5 separate regions of the Mus musculus genome follow, and regions 1, 2, 3 and 5 are each linked to region 4. The links are chromatin contacts, called in public HiChIP or PLAC-seq and promoter capture Hi-C maps. All regions are on one chromosome and are shown on one strand. Each heading gives the region's core, a stretch centred on a gene start, on an enhancer-like site or on the middle of the called end of the contact. The rest is flanking DNA. Distances are from core to core; before and after follow the strand shown. Region 1 holds the start of Plvap (plasmalemma vesicle associated protein). Region 2 holds the start of Zfp617 (zinc finger protein 617). Region 3 holds the start of Bst2 (bone marrow stromal cell antigen 2). Region 4 holds the start of B3gnt3 (UDP-GlcNAc:betaGal beta-1,3-N-acetylglucosaminyltransferase 3). Region 5 holds the start of Zfp961 (zinc finger protein 961).

The links. Promoter capture Hi-C pulls out the DNA fragments that hold promoters and counts their contacts. HiChIP or PLAC-seq counts read pairs in DNA pulled down with a chosen protein or histone mark. Capture Hi-C pulls out chosen DNA fragments and counts their contacts.
Region 1: a contact with region 4 is called in a promoter capture Hi-C map of liver. The contact joins the promoter of Plvap here to the promoter of B3gnt3 in region 4. A contact is called at or near these places in 1 of 39 promoter capture datasets (pre-B cells), 5 of 115 datasets of contacts at active chromatin or transcription factors (the 230-238 cell line, T-cell acute lymphoblastic leukemia, embryonic stem cells and 1 more) and 2 of 9 other capture datasets (adipose tissue and liver).
Region 2: an H3K4me3 HiChIP or PLAC-seq map of bone marrow-derived macrophages shows a contact between it and region 4, with 3 times the contacts expected there. The contact joins the promoter of Zfp617 here to the promoter of B3gnt3 in region 4. A contact is called at or near these places in 11 of 39 promoter capture datasets (the 3T3-L1 cell line, the C10 cell line, the HPC-7 cell line and 7 more), 1 of 15 datasets of contacts at CTCF or cohesin (large pre-B cells), 8 of 484 Hi-C or Micro-C datasets (the AtT-20 cell line, Th1 cells, cerebral cortex and 4 more), 13 of 115 datasets of contacts at active chromatin or transcription factors (the 230-238 cell line, astrocytes, bone marrow-derived macrophages and 6 more) and 4 of 9 other capture datasets (adipose tissue, embryonic stem cells, liver and 1 more).
Region 3: a contact with region 4 is called in a promoter capture Hi-C map of embryonic stem cells. The contact joins the promoter of Bst2 here to the promoter of B3gnt3 in region 4. A contact is called at or near these places in 15 of 39 promoter capture datasets (the 3T3-L1 cell line, the C10 cell line, the HPC-7 cell line and 8 more), 11 of 115 datasets of contacts at active chromatin or transcription factors (the 230-238 cell line, T-cell acute lymphoblastic leukemia, bone marrow-derived macrophages and 5 more) and 3 of 9 other capture datasets (adipose tissue, liver and pancreatic islet).
Region 5: a contact with region 4 is called in a promoter capture Hi-C map of liver. The contact joins the promoter of Zfp961 here to the promoter of B3gnt3 in region 4. A contact is called at or near these places in 12 of 39 promoter capture datasets (the C10 cell line, the HPC-7 cell line, HPC-7-derived erythroid cells and 7 more), 1 of 15 datasets of contacts at CTCF or cohesin (pro-B cells), 6 of 484 Hi-C or Micro-C datasets (the AML12 cell line, the Ba/F3 cell line, CD8 T cells and 1 more), 13 of 115 datasets of contacts at active chromatin or transcription factors (acute myeloid leukemia, astrocytes, bone marrow-derived macrophages and 5 more) and 4 of 9 other capture datasets (embryonic stem cells, liver, macrophages and 1 more).

What each region holds. Positions count from the first base shown.
Region 1 is chr8:71,509,708-71,514,526 of GRCm38.p6, reverse strand. It overlaps Plvap (plasmalemma vesicle associated protein), which reads left to right and starts at 2,758. Exons shown (of 6, transcript NM_032398.2): 1 at 2,758-3,176. The coding sequence starts at 2,811.
Region 2 is chr8:71,920,036-71,924,712 of GRCm38.p6, reverse strand. It overlaps Zfp617 (zinc finger protein 617), which reads right to left and starts at 1,888. Exons shown (of 4, transcript NM_133358.3): 1 at 1,741-1,888. The coding sequence starts at 1,743.
Region 3 is chr8:71,536,142-71,540,426 of GRCm38.p6, reverse strand. Bst2 (bone marrow stromal cell antigen 2) reads left to right here and starts at 2,955. Exons shown (of 5, transcript NM_198095.3): 1 at 2,955-3,299; 2 at 3,993-4,068. The coding sequence starts at 3,000.
Region 4 is chr8:71,700,509-71,705,229 of GRCm38.p6, reverse strand. It overlaps B3gnt3 (UDP-GlcNAc:betaGal beta-1,3-N-acetylglucosaminyltransferase 3), which reads left to right and starts at 3,430. Exons shown (of 3, transcript NM_028189.3): 1 at 3,430-3,512. It also overlaps the pseudogene Gm18860.
Region 5 is chr8:71,949,683-71,953,894 of GRCm38.p6, reverse strand. Zfp961 (zinc finger protein 961) reads right to left here and starts at 2,829. Exons shown (of 4, transcript NM_001164581.1): 1 at 2,735-2,829. The coding sequence starts at 2,800.

The sequences.
Region 1 (4,819 bases), core at 1,509-4,008, 190 kb after region 4:
ATCCTGGAACTCACTCTGCATACCAGGCTGGCCTTGAACTCACAGAGGTCCTTCTGCCTCTGCCTTCTGAGTGCTAGGATTAACAGTGTATGCTACCACATCTGGCTCTTATTTATAAAACTGTATTATTTTATTTCGCATGTCTAGATGTTTTGCCTACATACATGATCATGTATCATGTGTATGTATGTTCATGGATCTCTCGGAGGCTAGAAGTCATTGTGTACATGCTGGGAACCGAATGCAGGTCTTCTGAAATACCCGCTCTTCACTGCTGAGCAGTCTCCAGCCCATCTCACTGTTTAAGGCTGAATGTATGCCAGGCACCGTGGAACACCTTAAACAAAAGAACCCACACAAAGGCTAAAGAAGAGAACTGACTCCACAATGCTGTCCTCTGACCACAGACACACAACAACAATGTGGGTTAAAAAGACACTAGCTGTGTGTGGCTCACCCTGTAGCATGCTCACCTGGCATGAGAGAATCCCTGAGTACCCCCCCCCAGGACCCCATAAGTCATCAACGGTGCACATCTACCATCCCAGTGCTTGGGAAGTGGGGACAGGAGGATCAGGAACTTAAGGCTATACACGGCCACTTGGAGGTTAGCCTGGGCTACATGAGACACACACACCCTTAAAGGGGACAAAAAGCTGCCCTCTGTAAACGGAATAAAATCAGATTGCAAGGCTGATGAAATGGCTCAGCGGTTAAGAGCACTGGCTGAGCCAGTCGTGGTGGCACACGCCTTTAATCCCAGCACTTGGGAGGCAGAGGCAGGCAGATTTCTGAGTTTGAGGCCAGCCTGGTCTACAGAGTGAGTTCCAGGACAGCCAGGACTACACAAAGAAACCCTGTCTCGGAAAAAAAAAAAAGCACTGGCTGCCCTTCTGAAAGTCCTGAGTTCAATTCCTAGCAACCACATGGTGGCTCACCACCATCTGTAACAGGATCTAGTGCCCTCTTCTGGCGTGTAGATACACGGAGACAGAGCACTCCTACATTACAAAAAAAATTTTTTAAAAAAAAAAAAAAGATTAAATTAAAAAATAAATAAAACAGATTGCAGGGCAGGCAGAAGGTTACTTTTCTAGGGTCACATGCTGGCCAGGTGGCATGCTAGACCCAACTCGAGGCCGAACGGTGGCCCCCACCTGTCTGGTCAACCTGGAGCCACAGCCCATTGGTCCCAGGGGCAGCCCCCAGCCTTGTCGCCCCCACCCCCCTGCTGGCCAGGAAGGGTCTACGAGTCAAGAATCACCGGGTGGTTGTAAAAGGCAAAGGTCACACAGGGTTTCCTGCCCGCCCTTGGGAACTTCCTCCCTTCCAACCCCACACCCGCCTGCTCAGCGCCACCTCTGTCTCATCCCTTCCCAAGCTCTTGGGCCCAGGCAGCCTTCCCCTGCTGGACTCTTTGGGGGATGGGGGGCGGTGGTAGCGGTGGTGGTGGTGGTGGTGGTGGTGGTGGTGGTGGTGGTGGTGGTGGTGGATAACAAGAAACGGAGTAAGCAGGTAAAGAACAAAGACTTCCAGAAGATTCTCCCAGTGCTTTGGGGGCTGGTGTACCCGCAATATCCTTTTATCTGTGACCCTGAAATCGTATACCTCTATCTGGGCATTGTTCCACAGAGACCCTAGAACCTCCACGTGGGACACCACCTACCAACAAAGCTTACTGCCACTTCCTGGGACCCTGAAATTACCGCAGGCCAGGGACATAAGCACACTTTTGTTATAGAGGGGGAAACTGGGGCAGATTGTGGCAGAGTTTGGAGGCCTCTCTCCGTTATCCCCACTCCAAGACCCTGCTTTTCTACTGCATACCGCTCGGATTGTTTTGTACTTTGGGAGGAGTCTAGGCAGGGGCTCTATTGCTAAGCCACACACTATTCCCAGAGCATGCGCAAGTGAGGGGGATATCTCTGAGTGCTGGTAGAATAATTGAGGGAAGTTGTGAGGTCTCTGTAGTCCTTATGTGCACTGTTTGTCCATCCTGGAAAACTCCTTGGAGCTCCTGGGTGGTGAACTCACACCCACAATCCTTTGCCTTGGACCCCAAACTCTACAGCTGGTGGGAGCTATCCCACGGTGACTGGTGTGTTTTGTGGGACATTATCAGTGGTTCCCCACGTTTAAATCCAGCCTGCCACAGAGTAAAAGCCTGGGCCACAGAGCCAGTCTCTCTCTCTCTCTCTCTCTCTCTCTCTCTCTCTCTCTCTCTCTCTTTTGTTTTGTTTTTTTGTTTTTCAAGACAGGGTTTCTCTGTATAGTCTTGGCTGTCCTGGAACTCACTTTGTAGACCAGGCTGGCCTCGAACTCAGAAATCCGCCTGTCTCTGCCTCCCAAGTGCTGGGATTAAAGGCGTGCGCCACCACCGCCCGGCCAGGGCTAGTCTCTTGTCTCACTTGTGCCTTAGTTTCCTCTGCGCCTAGCCACCGGACTGTTAGATAACACGTCCCGGGAGCAGAGGGCACTGTCTGGCCCATCTAAAGTGGGGTGTGTGGGGTTGGAGTGGGAGAGTGGCGGTGGTGGAAACTGAGGCCGGACCAGGCTGGGGAAGCCAGTTCAGTCACCCAGTGAGTGCCCCGCCCTCCACCTATCACAGCTGCCCAGACTGTCAGTCAGTTCCTCAACAGCCTGGGTGGGAGTGTTGTGATAACCCACAGTCCCCATTTCCTCCTGGCCAGGAAGGAGCCGGGCAGAGGAAGCATTAAGAGGAGTAATATAAACACTCCCCCCTGCCTGGCGCAGTTCAGATCTGGCCAGGCAGACAACGCCAGACAGTGCGCCCTGTGGACACTGCGCAAATGGGGCTCTCCATGGACCGCAGCCCATACGCCCGCACGGGGGACCAGCAGCGCGGCTGCTGGTACTACCTGCGCTATTTCTTCCTCTTCGTGTCGCTCATTCAGTTCCTCATCATCCTGGGCCTGGTCCTCTTCATGATCTATGGCAATGTGCACGCCACCACTGAGTCCAGCCTGCGCGCCACGGAGATCCGCGCCGACAGCCTGTACAGCCAGGTGGTTGGACTATCTGCCTCACAGGCTAACCTGAGCAAACAGCTGAACATCAGCTTGCTTGTCAAGGAAACAGTCATGCAGCAACTGTTGACTACGCGACGTGAGATGGAGCGCATCAACGCCAGCTTCCGCCAGTGCCAAGGCGACCTGGTAAGAGGCGGCATGTGTGCCCTGGGCTGCAGCCCTGGGTGCGCCCAAATGCTAAACTCCATGGGAAGAAATCTGGATTCCCTCCTCCCCACACACACTCCTTCATTTATTTAGAACATGACCTCATGTAGTTCAGGCTGGTGTAGAACTCACTGTGTAGCCAAGGATGGCCTTGGGCTCCTGACCCTCCTGCTTCCACCTCCAGGACTCTAGGATGACCAGCCAGTGGTCAAGCCTGGTGTAGTACATGCAACACCACTGAGCTACAGCCTTTCTCTCTCCCTAATCCCACCCCCAGCAGAGTATGACTGTATAACCCAGGATGGTTTTAAACTCACAACAGTTCTCTGCCTCAGTAGATTGAGTGCTGGGATAATAGGTGTGGGTCACCCCATGTACCTGATGAAGATCTTGTGACTGTGATTTCTCCATGGCAGACATCACCTGTCAAGGAAGAGTTTGCTGCAGGTGGCTTAGTTTTTACAATTAAATGTATTTATTACACACGCATATGTCTACCCGCATGCTGTAACCTGTGTGTGGGGATCAGAGGACAACCTTCCACCGTGTGGAAGACTTGACTCAAGTTTTGTCAGCCTTAGCAGCAATTGTCTTTACCCACTGAACTGCCTTGCAGGCCTGATCACTCAATTAATTAATAATTAATCTATCTATTTCTTGACGCAGGGTCTCACTATAGCTCTGGCTGTCCTGGAACTCATAGAAATCTGCCTGCCTCTGCCTCCTAAGTGCTGGAATTAAAGGTGTGCACCACTATGCTGGGCTCTCTGATCTTTCAATTTAATAACAAAATCTCTCTTGGGATAAACCAGAAATTCATAATTTTATGGCTAGGCCCCTGGAGTGGAAGGAACTCTCTGGGTGAATGTGGGGGTGGGAACACATGCAGACCCTAGCATTGTCTGTCTGCAGTTGGCGTTTAGCTGGGTCCTGGGCATTCACAACAGGTCCTGCTGCTGTCAGTGCCTGCCCTGTGCCTGCTTAAGGCAGCTTCACAGAGATGGTAAACAGACTCAGAGGGCTAGGGTCTCCCTCTGTGTGACAAGGGTGAGCAGAGCTTGGGGCCAGCTCAGAGCTCAGCCCTTGCCCAGCATGGGTGAAGCTCTGTGCTCCAGGCCCATTAGCGAGCAGGGTTGAGCATGTACATCACTCTAATGCTTTCGAGCTAAAGCAGCAAGAGCTGCTTCAAGTCTACCCTGGGGTACATAGACATTTGTCAGAGAGGGGGTGGGGTGGGGGGGCACTTGTCTTTGAATACTGTGTGGTAGGAGATAGGAAGGAGCCCACTGTGACCTGGGACAGTTACAGAACTGAGGTCCTGGAGATAGCTGTCCCCACACAGTCCCAGTACGATGTTACACACATCCGACTGTGTTCACCCAAGACACCTCCACACTGCCACAAGGAGAACAAGAGGCTGCAGGCTGAGGCAGCTTCTGACCCAACAGCAGGGGTGCTGGCAGGCACTAAATTAGGGGTGAAGCAAGGATCTCCCCTGGAGAGGACAGGGTCCTAGGCTGCCTGAGGATAGAGGTGGCCTCCTCTCTCAGATCACTACCACAGACCCAGCCTCCTCCCTCAGACACTAGGACAGGACTGTGCTCCTCCCTCAGACTAGCCTG
Region 2 (4,677 bases), core at 639-3,138, 220 kb before region 4:
CATATGCCACCACAATGGGCAGGTTTTCAACTCTTTCAACTGGAAGCATCCAGGATCTTCAATTTCCCTGAGAACATAACTGTTTCCTATCCCTCAGGGAAGTTCTTATTCTAGTGTGTTTGTAAGGGGAGCTTGGTTTTATACCTGACTAGTTATGCACATCTGGTTTGGGTTCCTGTAGTGCCTATGAAAAGAGGGAGGGAGGGAGCGAGCCCTATGATTTATACAATTTTAATGTAAAATTCTTTATTTGAAAGGAGGAAAGAAGTAATTAAATGTCTTGACAAATTGAAAAATATCAATTAATGGGGTGCAAAGACAATAAAATAGAAGGAAAATATCTGCAATACAAGAATCGAGAAAGATGAGTGTGCTCAGTATAAACTAAACCATCACATCAGTAAAGATGGAAAAATTACTAAAACATTTAAACCACATGTAAAGAAAGACATAGCCACTTGATAATTAATAGTCAAATAAATACTAAGTGGATCCCACTATATACCATGAGGACAAAGTTCAGTCAATTAAATAATATTAAGTGCTGATCACAGAAAAGTTACTCAGGAATAAAATTTGATATAGAGTTGAGACTGTAGCTCAGTTGGTATACGGTAGATACTTGTCTAGAATGCATGAGGCCCTGGGTTTAAATTTCAGAGCTGCAAAACCAGGAGCTAGTGATGTGCTCATAGAATCCCAGCACTTGGAAGGTAGTCATAAGACTATCAGAAACTCAAAGTCAAGCTTGGCTGTAAACTAAGTTTATCAACAGCCTAGGATATGTAAGATCTAGTCTCAAACAAAACAAAAACAAACAAACAACAAAGCAAAACAACAAAAAAAATCCAAAACAAAGAAACCGATACGTTTGCAATTCACTATGATTTGAACTTGACCACGACTTAAAGTCCAGTCGTTTCCAAAAAAACTTTTATTACTGGAAAAAGGAGCAGAGGTAAGAGCAGTATTTAACCCAAGAGTAAAAGATAAACTTGAAAACCCTCAAGTACCATACTCACAGAGATGACGAAAATTGAAAAGTTCTTCCTCCGACCTTAAGTCAGAAGGGATAAAGATAGTCTCGTCATACTCTATAAAGGGATAATCTACCAAGAGGATATTACAATCCTAAATGCGGGAGCCGCATGTACCCATGGAAAAGAACTGTGACTGTCCCCTGAGAAGTTCCCTCACATCTCGGTATGTCTCAGTTTTCCCAGGTTCACTTCCATTAATCTCTGCGCTTAAGATCTATATTAGACATGTTTCTCGGGCCTGGAGAGATAACTCGGTGTGTAAGAGTGCTCGCTGAGCAAGGGTGAGAACCCGAGTTCAAATAAAAAACACCCAAGTAAATGCCAGGCATGGGGACAGAGCCCGGAGGATCGCTGGAGCTTGCTAGCAGGCAGCCTAGCCACAGGTTCAGTAAGAAACCCTGTCTCACAGGAATAAGGCGGGCCGTGACAAAGCAGGACACCGGGTGACCTCCCCTGGCCTCCGTGCATGGCGGGGCGTAAATTCTCACTCGCAAGAATTGTCTCCTAAACTTCCAGCTCGGCTCCACATCATCCAGCCTCGGAATCCCGCTTTCGACTGACTTTCCCTAAGGGGAAAAGCAGCTTTTCTGGAGCCGCAGGCGACAGTGCGCAGCCGCCCTTCGTCCCCCGGCGCAGCACCGGGATCCCGCCGCCCGGGACCAAGGGCGCCGCGCACAGCCCCGCCACTCGCCTGGCTCACCATGTCTGTGCCCAGGCCTGCCGCGGCTCCACAGAGGCTCCGGAACAGGCACTCACACGGCCGCGGAGGCTCAGCAACTTGGACTTCCTCAGCTGAGAGCTGTGAGGAGGGAAGCGCCAGCAAGAAAGATGGCGGGTGAGGAACTTCCGCTCCTCCCGCCGGCGCTGCTGATTGGCCAGCTCACACACTGGTGTCTGTACCGGGAGTTTCCGGCGGACCTCCCGACCTTTCCTAGGGTATGGCGTCATACAGCCAAGGACGCTAAACCGTCCGGGACTCCCACAGTTGGTTACTGAGAACCGCCCGGAAGGGAGATGGCGGACAAGGCGCTGCCTCTCGGCACCCTACCTGCCGCTCCTTTGGCCCTTATTGCTGGGCCCACAGATCCAGTCTCCGAAGCCTAAGTGACAGAATAAATTTATTCTCCCTCTTACTGACACAACCACTCCCTCTCCTGTCAACAACACTAATGAGATTCATTGGGACACACAAAGACATAAAAGATGAAAGAATTCGAGAGGGACAAGAGCAGGTAAAGGTCTGTGTGTGTATGAATATAAACAAGATACATGAATGAAAATGTTATATTGAAACTTTTCGTGTAATTAATACACGCTAATGACAACATTAAAAAAACTGTACTTTCCAGCAATTAAAAAAAAGCTTCAGCAGCTCTTCCACAAAGGACATTCTTTTTAGAAATGAGGTTTATTATAAAGTGCCTCAAGCCATGCTCAGCCCTGTAGGTGGAAGTGACATTAGACAGAAACAGTACAATTTATGCAGCTCTAAAAATAGGGCCTTAAGCCGGGTGTGGTGGTGCACACCTTTAGTCCCAGAACTCGGGGGGGGGGGGCAGAGGCAGGCGGATTTCTAAGTTCGAGGCCAGCCTGGTCTACAAAGTGAGTTCCAGGACAGCCAGGGCTATACAGAGAAACCCCGTCTCGAAAAAACCAACAACAACAACAACAACAAAAAACCAACCAACCAACCAACCAACCAACAAAAAAGGCCTTAAAAGAAGGGGCAGGGGGCCAGGCGTGGTGGTGCACGCCTTTAATTCCAGCACTTGGGAGGCAGAGGCAGGCAGATTTCTGAGTTCGAGGCCAGACTGGTCTACAAAGTGAGTTCCAGGACAGCCAGAGCTATACAGGGAAACCTTGTCTCGAGAAAAAAAAAAAAAAAAAAAAAGAAGGGGCAGGCTTCCATTCGAAGCCTGGCAGGCGGGTCTGGGAGGAGGTGATGTGGGGAAGGAGGTAGAGGAGATGAGGGGCAGGCAGAGGTGGACAGACTAACCTTGAGAAGGGGAGGGGAGAGCAGAAGAGCCTGAGATACAGCTTTCATTGTCTGGACCAAATCCCAGAGCTATCTATCTTCCTAAGGTGTCTCAGACTACTCCCCAGAACAAATAAAAAGGTCTGATTTTTTAAAAAATTACCTTTTAGGGGGCAGGAACTTTCATATCACTTGATATGTTTCAGCATAGTGTACCTGAACGGGAGCAAGGACGAGCCAGGTACTATTGAGAACTGTCACAGCACAACACACTGCTTAACTCTGTCCAAGTGAGGGCTGCATAAAAGTTACGAGATTGGGCCTAAAGGAGCAGGCTGGTAAAAACCAGCCACTTTGGCCCACCTTGAGGGCTGTTGGATCTCACAGAATCCCTGGACAAATGGCTGAGGTGCCTATTAATAGATAAAGCAGCCTCTGGTCAACTCTCCCAGCACTTCTCACCTTACTCCCTACCCTAAACCTCCACTGCCTGAGGCTGGGCTTCCTTTCCCCCAGCCTCTGATCCTGTTATCTTTTATTTCCTGGATCTCTCTTGGTCCTCTTTCCCCATTCTCTCCTCCCCTGCTTTCGGCAACCTCTCCTCTCATGGTCCGGTTCAGTCTGGACGCTTCTAGATTTCTTTGGCTGTATTGTTTCTCCTGTCTACAATGAACCTCTTCAACCATACCAAACAGCCTTCATGTCAAAAATTTTCATTCAGGGAGTAACCATTTCAGAACGCAGTGTTTTGGAGATGCCAGTACCATGAGATGACCACCAAGAGCAGCAGCAGCAGTGGAGTACAGGCATCTGGAGCCTAGAGGACGACGCGTGTGCTACAAAGGGCATGGCTGGAGAAGTGACCCAAGTCCTTGGAGGAGCCCAGAAGATGGTGAGTTGAATCCCAGACATTGGAGGGTTGGAGATTGATTTTTGCTTTTGATTGTGACTGTGCTCTGATATTTTCCCTCTTGAAGGAAGAAACTGTTTTAGTGGAGTCCACAGTTACGAGACTTTTAATTGTAAAAAGACTTTGGATTTTAAAAGAGATGGATATTTTAAAGAGATTGAAAATTTAAGAATATGTAAAGACTGTGGGACTTTTAAAGTTATTTAGACCTTGGGGATGAGTAAGAATGTAAGGGTTGAGGCTTACTAGTGATGTATTTGTGTGTCAAGTTGACAAGGGGTCAATTGTACTGGCTAGTTTTGTGTCAACTTGACACAGCTGGAGTTATCACAGAGAAAGGAGCTTCAGTTGAGGAGATGTCTCCATGAGACCCAACTGTAAGGCATTTTCTCAATTAGTGATCAAGGGGGAAAGGCCCCTTGTGGGTGGGACCATCTCTGGGCTGGTAGTCTTGGGTTCTATAAGAGAGCAGGCTGAGCAAGCCAGGGGAGGCAAGCCAGTAAAGAACATCCCTCCATGGCCTCTGCATCAGCTCCTGCTTTCTGACCTGCTTGAGTTCCAGTCCTGACTTCCTTTGGTGATGAACAGCAGTATGGAAGTGTAAGCTGAATAAACCCTTTCCTCCCCAACTTGCTTCTTGATCATGATGTTTGTGCAGGAATAGAAATCCTGACTAAGACTCTTTCCAGAGTGAACACTACTTCTTGCTGTATGGTGGACCCTTTCAGCCTCTATAACCAGCCTCACAGAAA
Region 3 (4,285 bases), core at 1,706-4,205, 160 kb after region 4:
AGTCCAAGAATAAATATTTTAAAAATACATAAGCAAACAGGGTGTGGTGATGCACACCTTTAATCCCAGCACTTTAGAGGCAGAAGAAGGTGGATCTCTTTGAGTTGAAGGCTAGCCTGGTCTACATACCTGCCAAAGCTATATAATTAGACCTGTATCAAAAACAAACAAATCCAGATCTATTGAAGAAAAACAAATGTCCCTTAATCTTCAGTGTTAATGAAGAGACACAGGAAGCCTGCCTCTGCACTAAAGAAGTCAGCACCCCTTCCCTGCTCCTTCAGAGATGCCTCTGGCCTTTGGAGAGGGCAAACAAAGAGGGCCCAGCCTGGCACCACCAGAATATTGCAATTCCCCCTTTCCCCTTTCATGGTAGCACTCCCTGTGCCCTTCCCAGCCTTGAGCAGGCTGAACAGACCTGAGTGTTTGCCACAATGCACCTTAAGGACCTAGGTGGAGTCATATACCTTTGTTGCACGTACAACTTATAGAGGAATTTAGAATAGACTGCCCACTGACCTTACTTTGCAGCATAATCCAGCTGAAACAAAGGATGGGTCTGTGGGCTCTCCCTATATAAATGCAGTGCCGAATTTTTTGTTTTGTTTTGTTTTGTTTTTTGGTTTTTGGTTTTTCGGTTTTTTGAGACAGGGTTTCTCTGTGTAGCCCTGGCTGTCCTGGAACTCACTTTGTAGACCAGGTTGGCCTCGAACTCAGAAATCCACCTGCCTCTGCCTCCCAAGTGCTGGGATTAAAGGCGTGCGCAGTGCTGAATATTAAACTTGAAGCCTTGATCAGAACCTTGGCTTGGCTTCATTTGTCTCCCCCCACCCCATCTCTTTTTAATTTCCAGCCCCGCTTTCAGGTAAACCCAGTTCATCCATGGCTGCTGGATGTCTACATCTCCCTTTCCCCTGAAGAACCTCCCCAGGGGAGGGGCAGATGCCAGCCTTGGGAACAGACAAAAAGCAGCATACCCTACCCTCCATGTCACCGAGACTCACCCTCCCTTTGATTAATAGCCAATGCTTCTCTGGTGCAGATGGCTCCTGCCCTTGAAGGAAGCAGGGACCAATATCCTTGAAGTGATAAAAAGCCCACTCTTGGACTCTGGGAAAGAAGCAATTAAGTGTTCCCAGACAGCTGTGACCAGTTTGTAAAATGCACTAGCTTCTGAAAGTGTATTTTTCCTTTTTTCTTTTTACTTTTCCCAGCTCAGGAAAGTCCCTTTCCAGCTGCACCGTTCCACCCCACTGATGTAATCAGGTTTGAAGGATGGCACTTCCTTATCACCTCCCCAGTCAGGTAATCCCAAAGTTTGAGGATCCCAACTTATGCATGTGCATATACATATACATATACATATACATATACATATACATATACATATACATATACATATACATATACATATACATATACATATACATATACATACACATATATTCCAAGCCCCAGGACGAGAGCATCTAATTCTTAACCTTTGAGTAGAGAAGGCTTGCAATCATATAACAATAAAGACTCTCTTTGTTCTTGCATCAAACTCGAAATTCCTGATGTTGTTCTGGGGTTCCTGAGAACTGGGCATAACATTGGCATTTCATCTAGGCTCCGCCCCACAGTTACCTGGCAACAGCCAGGTGTGCCTGACTCACTATAAAAGGGGCTGCTTGCCTCTTCCTCTCTTTTCTCCTCTTCTAGATCTTGCTCCCTTTACCCTCTTCCTCCTCTCTCCCCATTCCCCTCCCACCTCTCTCTCTACCTGTTCCCGGCTAGCCTCTACTCCTCTACTCTCTCTCTCTCTCTGCCTTTCTCTGTCTCTACTAGGCCCTCAACTCCCCTCCCCATGCCCTAAATAAACTCTATTCTATACTCTACATCCCATTGTGTGACTGGTACCCTGGGGGCCTCAGCCTGGGCCTGCAGAAGCACCCTCTTCCCCCACACCATACCACACCCCCATCAAACATATCCCTGGCTTCTTTTTCTTTTTATAAAACACAACACCGAGTCCTCCTATGCAAACTGGTCTTCACAAGGACAGAAAACGTAATCTCTCCATATACTAGTGCTTTGGCCACACAGTTTCAGTCCTGAAGAGAACCCCTTGACTGAATGTGGTCTGCCCTATGTGTCCTCAGTAAAGACTCCATAGTGTTTTGAGGTGGGTACCATTCAGGACATTCAGCGGAGCCAGGGAGGATTCCAGAGTAGTGGAGCACACCTGCCATCCCAGCACTCGGGAGGCAGAGACAGAAGGATAGGAAATCAAGGACAACCCCTATGCTAACTCCAGGTCATGCTTCATGTCACTTTTGCCCAAAGCCAGGCCAAGCCCTCTCTGAGTGCCTGGTGCTCACTGAAACACTCCTTTTTTACCCCGTTCACAGAGGTTTTCCCGCAGGCAGGTTTTCCCCGCCAGGTTGCTCCTGATGCCAGGACAAGAGCTGGGAGGCACACTTTGCTACCTGGCCAGGCTTGGTTTCCTGCCCGCTGCTCTGTAGCCACTATTCTCAATATACAGATTCTCAATAGCTCCCACGATCCTTTCGTGAATGGAGACCCCTGACCTCAAACCTTGGCCTTTGGTCTTCAGTCCACAACTGAACCTTGAAGTCTTAGTTCCCCTTCTAGGAGACCAAACCGACAACCGGCCTGTCTCTGCCTCCCAAGTGCTGGGGTTAAAGGCGTGCGCCACCACCGCCCGGCGGACAGCCACTGTTAAGTCGAGTCCCAAGCCCACAGGCACCAGGTGACTGGCCAGCGAAGGCCAAGAATTTGAGTTGAATTCCAGAAGTTTCTCTTGCTTCTAGGGGCATTCCAGGAAAATGAAACTGAAAGGCTGCAGTTTCTCCACTAGCAGTTTGCAACCCGGCGGCTCTAGAATTGCGTTGGACTCCTGAAGTTGCTATTTGCTAGAAGCAGTGGTGGGGCGGGGTTATGCTAATAAGGGCGTGGCCTGGAAAGGGTTCCTGAGCCCTCTAGGATCGACGGATCACATGGCGCCCTCTTTCTATCACTATCTGCCCGTGCCCATGGATGAGATGGGGGGGAAGCAAGGATGGGGCAGCCACCGGCAGTGGCTGGGGGCCGCGATCTTGGTGGTCCTGTTCGGGGTTACCTTAGTCATCCTGACAATCTACTTCGCCGTCACAGCGAACAGCGTGGCCTGTAGAGACGGGTTGCGAGCGCAGGCTGAGTGCCGGAACACCACGCACCTGTTGCAGCGCCAGCTCACCCGCACCCAGGACAGTCTGCTGCAGGCCGAGACACAGGCAAACTCCTGCAACCTGACCGTGGTAAGCCTGGAATCCGTCCCCTCCAGTGGCTTTGAAACAGCCAAGCAAGTCCCCCACCCCCACCTCGAAGGCCAGCTACTAAAGACTGAAATCCTGGGAGACCTTAGAACTCCCTACAGCTCTGCAATCAGGGGCCTCAGTATCCTCCCTTCCTTTGGTGACTCTCCAAACTTTGTGTAGAGTGCTTGAGTTGGAGAGCTCGAACCTGACTTAGGGACCAGCATTTGGCTTCACTGGGATATCACTCAGCCCTGATTGAATTTTTTGAAACAGGGTCTCCTAAATTGCTCCGGCTGTCCTAAAAGTCACTCTGTAGACCAGGCTGGCCTCAAATGCTGCCTTTCAAGTGCTAGTATTAAAAACATGAGCCACCACACCTAGCAAATTATTGAAACTTTTAATATGTCTCTGAGAGACCTTGTCTGGGAAGCCCGGTTCTGCTGTGTGTTTGTGTAGGAGAATATCTGGAACTTTCTACTAGGGGTTAACTACGAAGAGTTTTCAAACTCCTATGTGGGCACTTAAAATTGCCGTTTTGGAGATTACACCTTGGTAGGACTGGGTGGATACGGAGAGTGTTGGAGGGGAACCTGAAAGGGGCTTTGCTTGAGAAGGTCTCAGATGCCTTTGCCTGGAAGTTTCCTAGGGGCCAGGACAACAGCCAACCCATGTTTGTGCCGCTTTTCTGATCAGGTGACCCTTCAGGAGTCCCTGGAGAAGAAGGTGTCTCAAGCCCTGGAGCAGCAGGCCCGCATCAAGGAGCTTGAGAGTGAGAGGGGGGCAGGGGGAGGGGGAGGTCCAGTGGAGCTGGGAGGGAATAGCTTAGGCCTCCAGGTTGGGACTTGGGGAGAGGTGCTGACCCACATGAAGGGGTGGCAGGGTCATGAGCCCACTGCTTGGAAGTTTGGTTTCTTCCCAGAGACAGACAGAGTGCCAGGGATGAAGGAATAAAGCTTGGGGAGTGGAAGTAGGGGTTTATGTCAGCA
Region 4 (4,721 bases), core at 2,181-4,680:
CCAAGCCCTTTGGAGGAGCCCAGAAGATCATGTGTGGATCTCAAGACACTGAAACAAGAAGTTGTGACATTGAAGCTGCTAAGATGTTTGAGGTGCCAGAGCCGTGGGCTATCTGCTGAGGAAAGCTGCTAACAGGGAGTGAGACCAGCCCAGGAAAAGAAGTTTGTTGCAGTCAACAAAAATGAAAAGGAGGGGGGCAAGAGGGAGGAGAGGGAGGAGTCAAGGGCCGCTGCCGTGCCCCGCACTCGGCGGGGGCTGCCAGCCAGGGACACAGAGTTCCCAGGTGTTGTTGTATGGCCGATCGGTGAATTTCAAAGCTCCATAGATTACCAGTATCAGCTTCTGCGGTGCAATGTTGACCTTCTTAAAATCATCCAGCTGGGCCTTACGTTCACCAACGAGAAGGGGGAGTACCCATCTGGAATCAACACGTGGCAGTTCAACTTCAAGTTCAACCTGACTGAGGATATGTACTCCCAGGATTCCATAGATCTGCTTGCAAACTCAAGGCTGCAGTTCCAGAAACACGAGGAGAAAGGGATTGATACACTGCACTTTGCAGAGCTGCTTATGACATCGGGAGTGGTTCTCTGTGACAACGTCAAGTGGCTTTCATTTCACAGTGGTTATGATTTTGGCTACATGGTAAAGCTGCTAACAGACTCTCGACTGCCGGAAGAAGAACACGAGTTCTTTCACATCCTGAATCTTTTCTTCCCGTCCATTTACAATGTGAAATACCTGATGAAGAGCTGCAAAATCTGAAGGGAGGCCTTCAGGAGGTGGCTGATCAGTTGGATCTGCAGAGGATTGGAAGGCAGCATCAAGCAGGCTCAGACTCTCTGCTGACAGGGATGGCTTTCTTCAGGATGAAAGAGCTATTCTTTGAGGACAGTATTGACGATGCCAAGTATTGTGGGCGCCTCTATGGCCTGGGCACAGGGGTGGCCCAGAAGCAGAATGAGGATGTGGACTGTGCCCAGGAGAAGATGAGCATCTTGGCCATGATCAACAACATGCAGCAGTGATGGTGCGTGCACCATGCGGTCCGTGCACCATGCCGACTGTGACCTGCATCTGCTCCAAGCAGAGACTTTGGGTTTTTGTTTAAAGATGCCTTTATTTTAGATCCAGGAGGGGGTTTGCTCTGAACTTGTAAACAAGTCTTCCTCGTCTTCATGCCCCTCTGCTGCCTCCTGCCACCAGCATCCATGGCTCCATGGACACTTTTTTAAATCTCCAGGATGTCTGAAACAAACCAGTAAAATGTCTATGACTCTTAAAAAAAAATGAATAGGAGTTGGAAATCTGAAGACTGCTTTGACATCAGACATGGAGATGCAGAGTTTGGAGCTTGCCCACCTGGTTTCCTATCTTGCTTTGGGGATTACAGTTAAGTGATTGGATAAATGTCAGAAGAAACTAAACTTTGAACTTTTAGCATTGTTGAAACTGCTATAGACTACAGGGATCTTGAAAGTTGAATTTATTGTACTTTTTTATTATGCTATGACTAGATATGGCCCCCAAAGACTCATGTATTTGAACAAGTCTATGGGGGCCATGGAGTGGAATGTGATGGTTTGTATATGCTTAGCCCAGGGAGTGGCAGTATTAGGAGGTGTGGCCTTGTTGGAGTGGGTGTGTCACTGTGGGCCTAGGCTTTAAGACCCTTGTCCTAGCTGCCTGGAAGTCAGTGTTCTCCTAACAGCCTTCAGATGAAGATGCAGAACTCTCAGCTCCTCCTGCACCATGCCTGCCTGGATGCTGCTGCCATGCTCCCACCTTGATGGTAATGGACTGAACCTCTGAACCTGTAAGCCTGCCCCAATTAAATGTTGTCCTTATAAGACTTGCCTTGATCATGATGTCTGTTCACAGCAGTAAAACCCTAACTAAGACACTGGCCCATCTGATAAGTGCTGAGAACATGGCACCTCCTGGTGGCTTTAATTTGCTCTCCTTGGGGTACAGGAAGGCAGGGCAGCTTTGAAAACACAGGAGTCCTTTTTCTCTGGCCTGGCTTCCCTCACCAGGCCTCCCAGAGCCAGGGAGATAGGTGCTTATCTCAGGAGGGTGAGTCCCAGCAGCTGGGGCAGAGCCTTGGGTGGGGTGTCCTTGCCTGTTTATAATGCCATTGCCGTTTTCACCGAAGTGACTCCAAAACCTCAACTATGCAGTGAGTGAACATTTGTCAGGCAGGTCCAGGCTGAGTCACCTGCATTCTGAGCAGGAGCCAGAAGAGGTGTTTTCTGTGGCAGGGAGCTGGAGTGAGTGGCAGTTAACATGGCCCCCGGCAGCCTTACCTGCTGCATTGCCAGAACATGGTTGCCCCCACAAGATCATCCCTCCCGCCCCTGACCTGCTCCTTGTCTGTGGATTTTTCTGCCGTGTGACACAGGTGGGACGTTTGTACTAGCTGCTGTCACTCAACAGCAGGGCCTCTTCAATCATTTTTATGGTTCACTAATATCCCAGTGCCCGTGAATAGGGCTGCTGTGACCTCTGGGTGCACTCAGGGAAGGATTACCACGTCAAGGGACAATCCTGGAGCTCTGCCCACTGTGTACTGGTCCAGGGAGCCAGTGTCAGGAGGACTCAGTTTCCGGTTTAGGAGCTTACTTCTCCCTCCAGCAGGCTACTAGGGCCTGGGACTCAGAGTTAAGACCACCAAGTTTTTGAGGTAACTTCTGAGGAAGGGCGTGGTTGGGGACGCTCCTAGGAGATTTACACCTGATCCTGGCATTTAGGAGTTGGAGGGCCTACCAACAGGTTTTAAGGTCCTGGGATCTTCTAAGTCTCTGAGCTCACTCTCCTCCAGGCTGAATGTTTCCTCAGGAGAAGAGGGAGGAGGGGGGGCAGCTGCAGCATTGGCTGAGCTGGGGGGCTGGGAGGGAGGCAAGAGGCTACAGCAGGGGCTGAAATGAGGAAGGAGGGCGGAGGTTGAAGCCTGGGCTGAGCTGTGGGAGAGGCGCTGCAGTAGGGGACAGACAGACAGACTTGCTCAGGACAGGGGAGCTCCTGCTCCCTCTCGTGGCGTGGAAGAGGAAGATGGGGCTCTAAATGAAGGAGGGGTTGGAGGGAGTTAGACTCCCAGGGGAGGGGTAGGACTGGAGGAGGAAGAGGTCAGGTTGGGAATAGAGGTCCACTGGAGGAGGTGGGGGTTAGGGATAAAAGTGAATGGGCATGGCCAAGAAAGAGGGAAGGAGGGTGGAGACGTGGACCTTCTCGGGTAAATCTGGACGCAGGGTGGCGCCTAGAGGGAGGGGAAGGGCCAAAGTCCAGGTAGAAAGACAGGTGGGGAAGAACATGACCACAGTGAAGAACAGGACGGGGAGGGGCAAGGGAAAGGAACTAGACGGGGGGGGGGGGGGGGTGAGGGCGGAAGGAGGGAGACTTTCTCCTTGGCTACTAGGAAGCTCGACTCACTGGAGGGAGGAGCGGGAAAGGGAGAACAGGGAAGAAGCGGAGGAAGGCGAGTAGCCAAGAGCCAGCTCAAGGCGGTCGCCCAGGTAAACAGTGTGGCCTCCGGGGTTGTCTGGAGCCCGCGATCGCAGTGAGTGCCAGGGTCTCGGGTGGGGTGGTGCGAAGTTGAAATCTGTGGCGCTTTCTAGCTGCACCGTGCTGAAGATGCTCCGCAGCCCCGGCCATACTCCTGGGCTCCGGGTCTCTTAGACGCCGCGAAGTAGCCCCGCTACTTTCCAGGATCAGAAGCCCGCGTTTTCCCCAGTGTCTGCACAGCCGGGTGGCCTCGGCTCTGACTCGGTTTCCCCTGTTCGAGTTTGTGAAACTTTCCCTGTATGGGAGTTAGGCTGTGGTGAAGTAAACTGCGAGGCGTGGTGGTGGCAGCATAGTTAAATTGATAGTCTGTATTGCTAACCGAGGTTCTGACGCTTTGGGGTAAATTTCCCATTCTTTTCTTTTTTCTCCTTTTTTTTCTGAGACTGTCTTTGAACAGTCTACCTTCCTCCTGAGTGCTTGGTCTCGGGTCCCCACTTTCACTTTCTCATCCTGGCCTGTCACACTCTGTGGAGTCAGGAGGAGAAGGTGCGGCCGCTTAGGGGACATTAGTTGGTGCCCATCTGGTCAGTGTTTGCGCAGCCAGCCCAGGCCGGATCCCTTCCCCTGGGCGTGGCGTTTCCCCTCAATAGCTGAGATTGCGAAGATCCTGTAGGGGCCCCAGGAGACTACTCTGCTGCCCCCTCCGAGGTCTGGAACCCCGCGGACTTTTGTTCCCTGTCCTGCGTGGAGGGGCGCTGGAGGCAGAAGTGGGTGCCTGGTCCAAGTCCCTGTGCTAAGCTGATCCCCTGCCTCGGGTCCCCTCAGGAGGCGCTAACAGCCCAGCAAGGGTGGGGCTGGGGCCGGCGTGTTTACTTTACTCTTGATTACAGGGATCTTGTGTCTGTGACATTTTATCTTGATTGTAAAAATTAAAGAGGTTATTGTAATCCTGGTGTAAACGTCACCGGAAGAGGGACGAGAGAATGGGACCCGCTTAGAGGGTAGGGATCTAGGGTGACCCCAGACGCCAGGCCTATGAGGCTGCTCTGCTAATTGGAAGGGCAAGGAAATGGCCAGCACCTTCCCAGCCTCCGTTTCCTTGTCTGGGAAGTGGGCCGGGCTGGGCTTTCTTTCCCGGTTGGGGGTGGGGGGCTGGGGGACGCTGTGTAGCCTCGGAGAAGCTGTGTGAAGGCAGGGCGTTACCTCCGGAAAGCTGGGGT
Region 5 (4,212 bases), core at 1,580-4,079, 250 kb before region 4:
GGGGGAGAGGGGGAGAGGGGGAGAGGGGGAGAGGGGGCGAGGGAGGGAAGGAGGGAAGGAGGGAGGGAGGGAGGGAGGGAGGGAGAGAGAGAGGGAGGGAGGGAGGGAGGGAGAGAGAGAGGGAGAGAGGAAGAGAGGGGGAGAGGGAGGGAGGGAGGGAGGGAGAGAGGACAGGAATCTATGTTAAGGATTTTTGAGGCCAAAATGACTGCTTACCTTGAAGATCATTGACTACACCTTTAACACTGGCACCTGGGAGTCAGAGGAAGGAGAATCTCTGAAGTCCCAGGCTAGTCTGCTCTACGAGTTCTGAAAGACCCACAATGTGAGGACTCCCCCACGTTCTGACTCAGGAGAAACAGTCTTGCTGCAAACTGCAAGAGGACTTTTAATTCAAGAGTGCTCTCGGGCCCACGGTCATACACCATACATGGGTAGAGGACCGTGGCGCCCCCCAAGTAGCTGGGTAAGGGGGTATTTAAAGGAAGAAACCACAACTCAAGGAGATGCGGAGGGCGTTGTTGGAAAATACCAAAAATACTAGTTAAGAGTCACAAGGGAGTACAAAGTTACAAGTCACGAGGAATACCTGGTAATTGTGCGAGTTATTTCTCAAGACAGTTTCTAAGAGCCCCTAACAATAGCACATTTGCATAGCCGGTTCCAGCAGGTCAGGGTGGGTCAGGATGACTTTCTTTGAATGAACACTCCTTGAACCCAGGAAGCGGGTGGATGGAGGAATGTCGTTATCTGTTTTATGATTAGCATACCTTGGAGCATTGAGTCACAGAGGTCGCATTCTCAAGCCTGGGCCTAAAGGTCTAGAATTTTGCTTTTGAGTTATACTTTTTCAGTTCTAGGGCCACATAGTGAGACCATCTTAAGGGGCTGGAGAGATGACTCAGTGGTTAAGAGCGCACGTTACTTTTCTAGAGGTCCTCGGTTCAGTTCCCATGTCCCCACATGGGTCCACTCAAAAGATTATGGAGAGTTTAAATTATTGAGGGCTGTTTTTTGGCCCCTTGAAATTATTAAAAAATCCTACAATTCTTAGTCAACCACTAGCTTACATCAAACCCAGAATATCTGAGAATGTTACATACAGCATCAGAAAACTCCAGGACTGAGTTCACACTTGCTTTAAACCTGAGGCCCACTGACACCTTTGATAAACACTTCCTGACTCTTGTTCCTTTTTTTTTTTTTTTTAAAGTATTTTCAAGGTGGGGTTTCTCTGTGTAACCCTAGCTGTTCTGGAACTCACTCTGTAGACTAGGCTGGCCTCACAATCAGTATCTGTCTGCTTCTGCCTCTTTAGTGCTGGGATTAAAGGCCTCCACCACCACTCATGTGTCCACAGCGAGACATAGAGGGTTGTTTGGGGGTTCCAGTCATGGCCACTCAATAAACTATGCCTGTCTTCCTTGTTGAGCTGTGTTTTTTCTGCTAATATGCTCTGTATTATTTATTCTTCGATTGCTCTCAAAGTGTCACTTCTGTTGTGGGACTGGGTCCTTGTTTCTGTCCACAAGCAAGACAGCTGTTACAGGGTCCAGACACAAGTTATGAAGTAGTACTGGTCAGTTGGGGGTTACAGTGGGCCTCTTACCCCCACCTCTTCTGTTTGTGGTGTACCAGGAAAAGGAGAAACCTACAGTAACTGAAGGTAAATTTTTCCAAGAAGATGTGATTTTTTTTTGTTGTTGTTGGGGGACAAAAGCTCATATATATGTTGCTTTTCTCGAATCCTAGAAACACATGGTCCCACCAGGTTTGTGCCCTTCCCCCAGCCTTGAGCAGGCTAAAGCAGACCTTGTTTGCCACTGCTGGCTAGCCCAACTGGGGTAGGGTCTTCTGACCTAGGTGAAGCTGCAGCTGCAGCTTCCTGCAAGAAGCCACTACCAGCTGAGCCTGTTTTCCTGATGAGATCCTGGCAAAGTGGGGGATGGGTTTCCTCCCTTTAAAAACCAGACTCAAGAATTAAACACTGGGCCTTGCTCAGAAACTCTGTCTTTGTTTCATTCCTCTCTCGTCTGTCCTTCGCATCCAGCCCCAGCTTTCTTTTCAGGAACCCAGTTCTCCGCGGCTGCTGGTGGCTATACAGGGTTGGGAATATTCACATAGGAAATGCAATTTTATAAAAAGTAGTAAAGGAAAAAGAAAGAAGGGGCTAGTGGGATGGTTCAGCTGAAAAGGCGCTTGCTGCCAAGCCTTAGACTGGCGTTCTCCAGGTTCCACAAGGTGGAAGGAGAGACCAGACTCAGATTACTGCCCCATGGGCACCTCGATAAATAAGTGTAAATTTAAAACATCAAAAAGAACACAAGCCGGGCGTGGTGGCGCACGCCTTTAATCCCAGCACTTGGGAGGCAGAGGCAGGCGGATTTCTGAGTTCGAGGCCAGCCTGGTCTACAAAGTGAGTTCCAGGACAGCCAGGGCTACACAGAGAAACCCTGTCTCGAAAAAACAAAACAAACAAACAAAAAAAAAAAACACCCCACAAAACCAGCCCAAAGAGCAAATTAACTCCGTGGGGACCCTACATAGTCCTTTCCATTTTACCCCTGAACACAAGCATACATGATCCCCTTTTACATTGCGGTTCGGCTGCGGGCTCTGGAAAAGGGCACCAGAGTCGGTTTGCAAACTCTCGGCAAGTCCCGAGCTTCCGACTGCGCAGAGCCCGCCACTCCTCTGCCCTCCGCTCCCACCCGCGTCTCTGAGATGCACTCACCATGGTGCACTCTCGTCTTGCCTGAGCTGCGCTGTGGCGGGTGTCACTGCCGCGTACCTTGCGCATTGCTAAGCCGCCAAGGACAGCGCCGAAAATGGCGGCGCCCGGCCTCCGAGAGGCTTCCCGCTGCTGATTGGACGGCTCTGCTATGAGCGATTCCGATTGGCTTTAGAGTCCCTGATAGACAGGACCAGCGACCTATCGCCTTCAACATAGTCCGGAAACTGATGTTCAGGTCTGGGGTTCGCAGAGGCACCCCACAGCAGGCTCAGGTCTGACTGGGCTTGTGCGCCTGGCTGAAGGTGAACGAGTGAGTTAGAGTTGCGGGCTAATCCTAGACTGTTTAGTGAGAGGTTAACCTGGGCTGCAGGAGACCTTGTTTCCAAAAAGGACACAAGAAAAGCCAGATTTATTCGCGGAAAATTGGGTGTGATGACACACACAACCTGCCATCCCAGCACTGGGGAGATGGAGGGAAGAGGATTTGGAGTTCAAGGCCGGCTACTATAAAAGTTGTTGTGGGGCTAGCCAATGTAAAGCTTTCTTAATCTAAGGCCAGATGAAAGGACAAGGCCAGGGTCAGACTTGACAAGGTCCGGGTTGTGTCCAGAGAAGCGAGTAAGTCCCTCACCCCCAACCCCTTCTGTAACCCCACCCCACCCCCACAACCCAGGGCTGTGGATATCATTTCTAAGGCCACTATGTGCTTGGTCTGTGATGTATTTCAGATATCCTGTGTTCCTTTTGTGTAGCATTACTGATAAGGTTCCCTGTTCAATTGGGACTGGTAGAGGTGACTTGGAAATAATTAGAAAGTAGATAGGCAACTACAGAAGCAGAATTGCTCTTTAATCAGAATGTTGTGGGATATTAGCCAGAGAAGATTGCTTGGACATGGTTTAAGCCAATAGAATGTCTTTATTAACTGGTTGGCAACTACACTGGATGTTAAGGATCCTATTGTAGTACTGAGGGCCTTTCTCAGGGTGAGCTCTTAAACACAAAAACCATATTCCAGGTCAACATGCTTCAGTTAGCAAGATCAGTGAGCCAGAAGCAAAACTATAGAAGCCAAAAAACCAAGGTTTGTACATTTAGAGACTTTCCCAGAACTATAGGCTTTGATTGGCAGGTGGTGCTGTCTATGTGCTGAGTTTTACAGACCAAATGTCAACTCCATCATGGAGTCAGTGGTCTCCATGCTCCTAAGGTCTGGGGCTTGTTCTAAGAACATCTGAAGGGCAGCAGTCTCCCTGAGGAGTAGAGACTGCAGAGATACCACCAGGCACAGTCTTTAAAGCTATGCTTGGCCCTTTCCCCCAACCCTGTCCTGCAGATGAGACCTCCTTCCTGAGCTTCACCCCTGGCTTTAGTTTCAGGTACTGAGTCTCCTCAGGCGATCAAGTGTGATAATGACCTACTTATCGGTTGGTCTTCTCTTGGTCCTCTCTGAGTCTTGGGGGTGCCCTTGACAGATG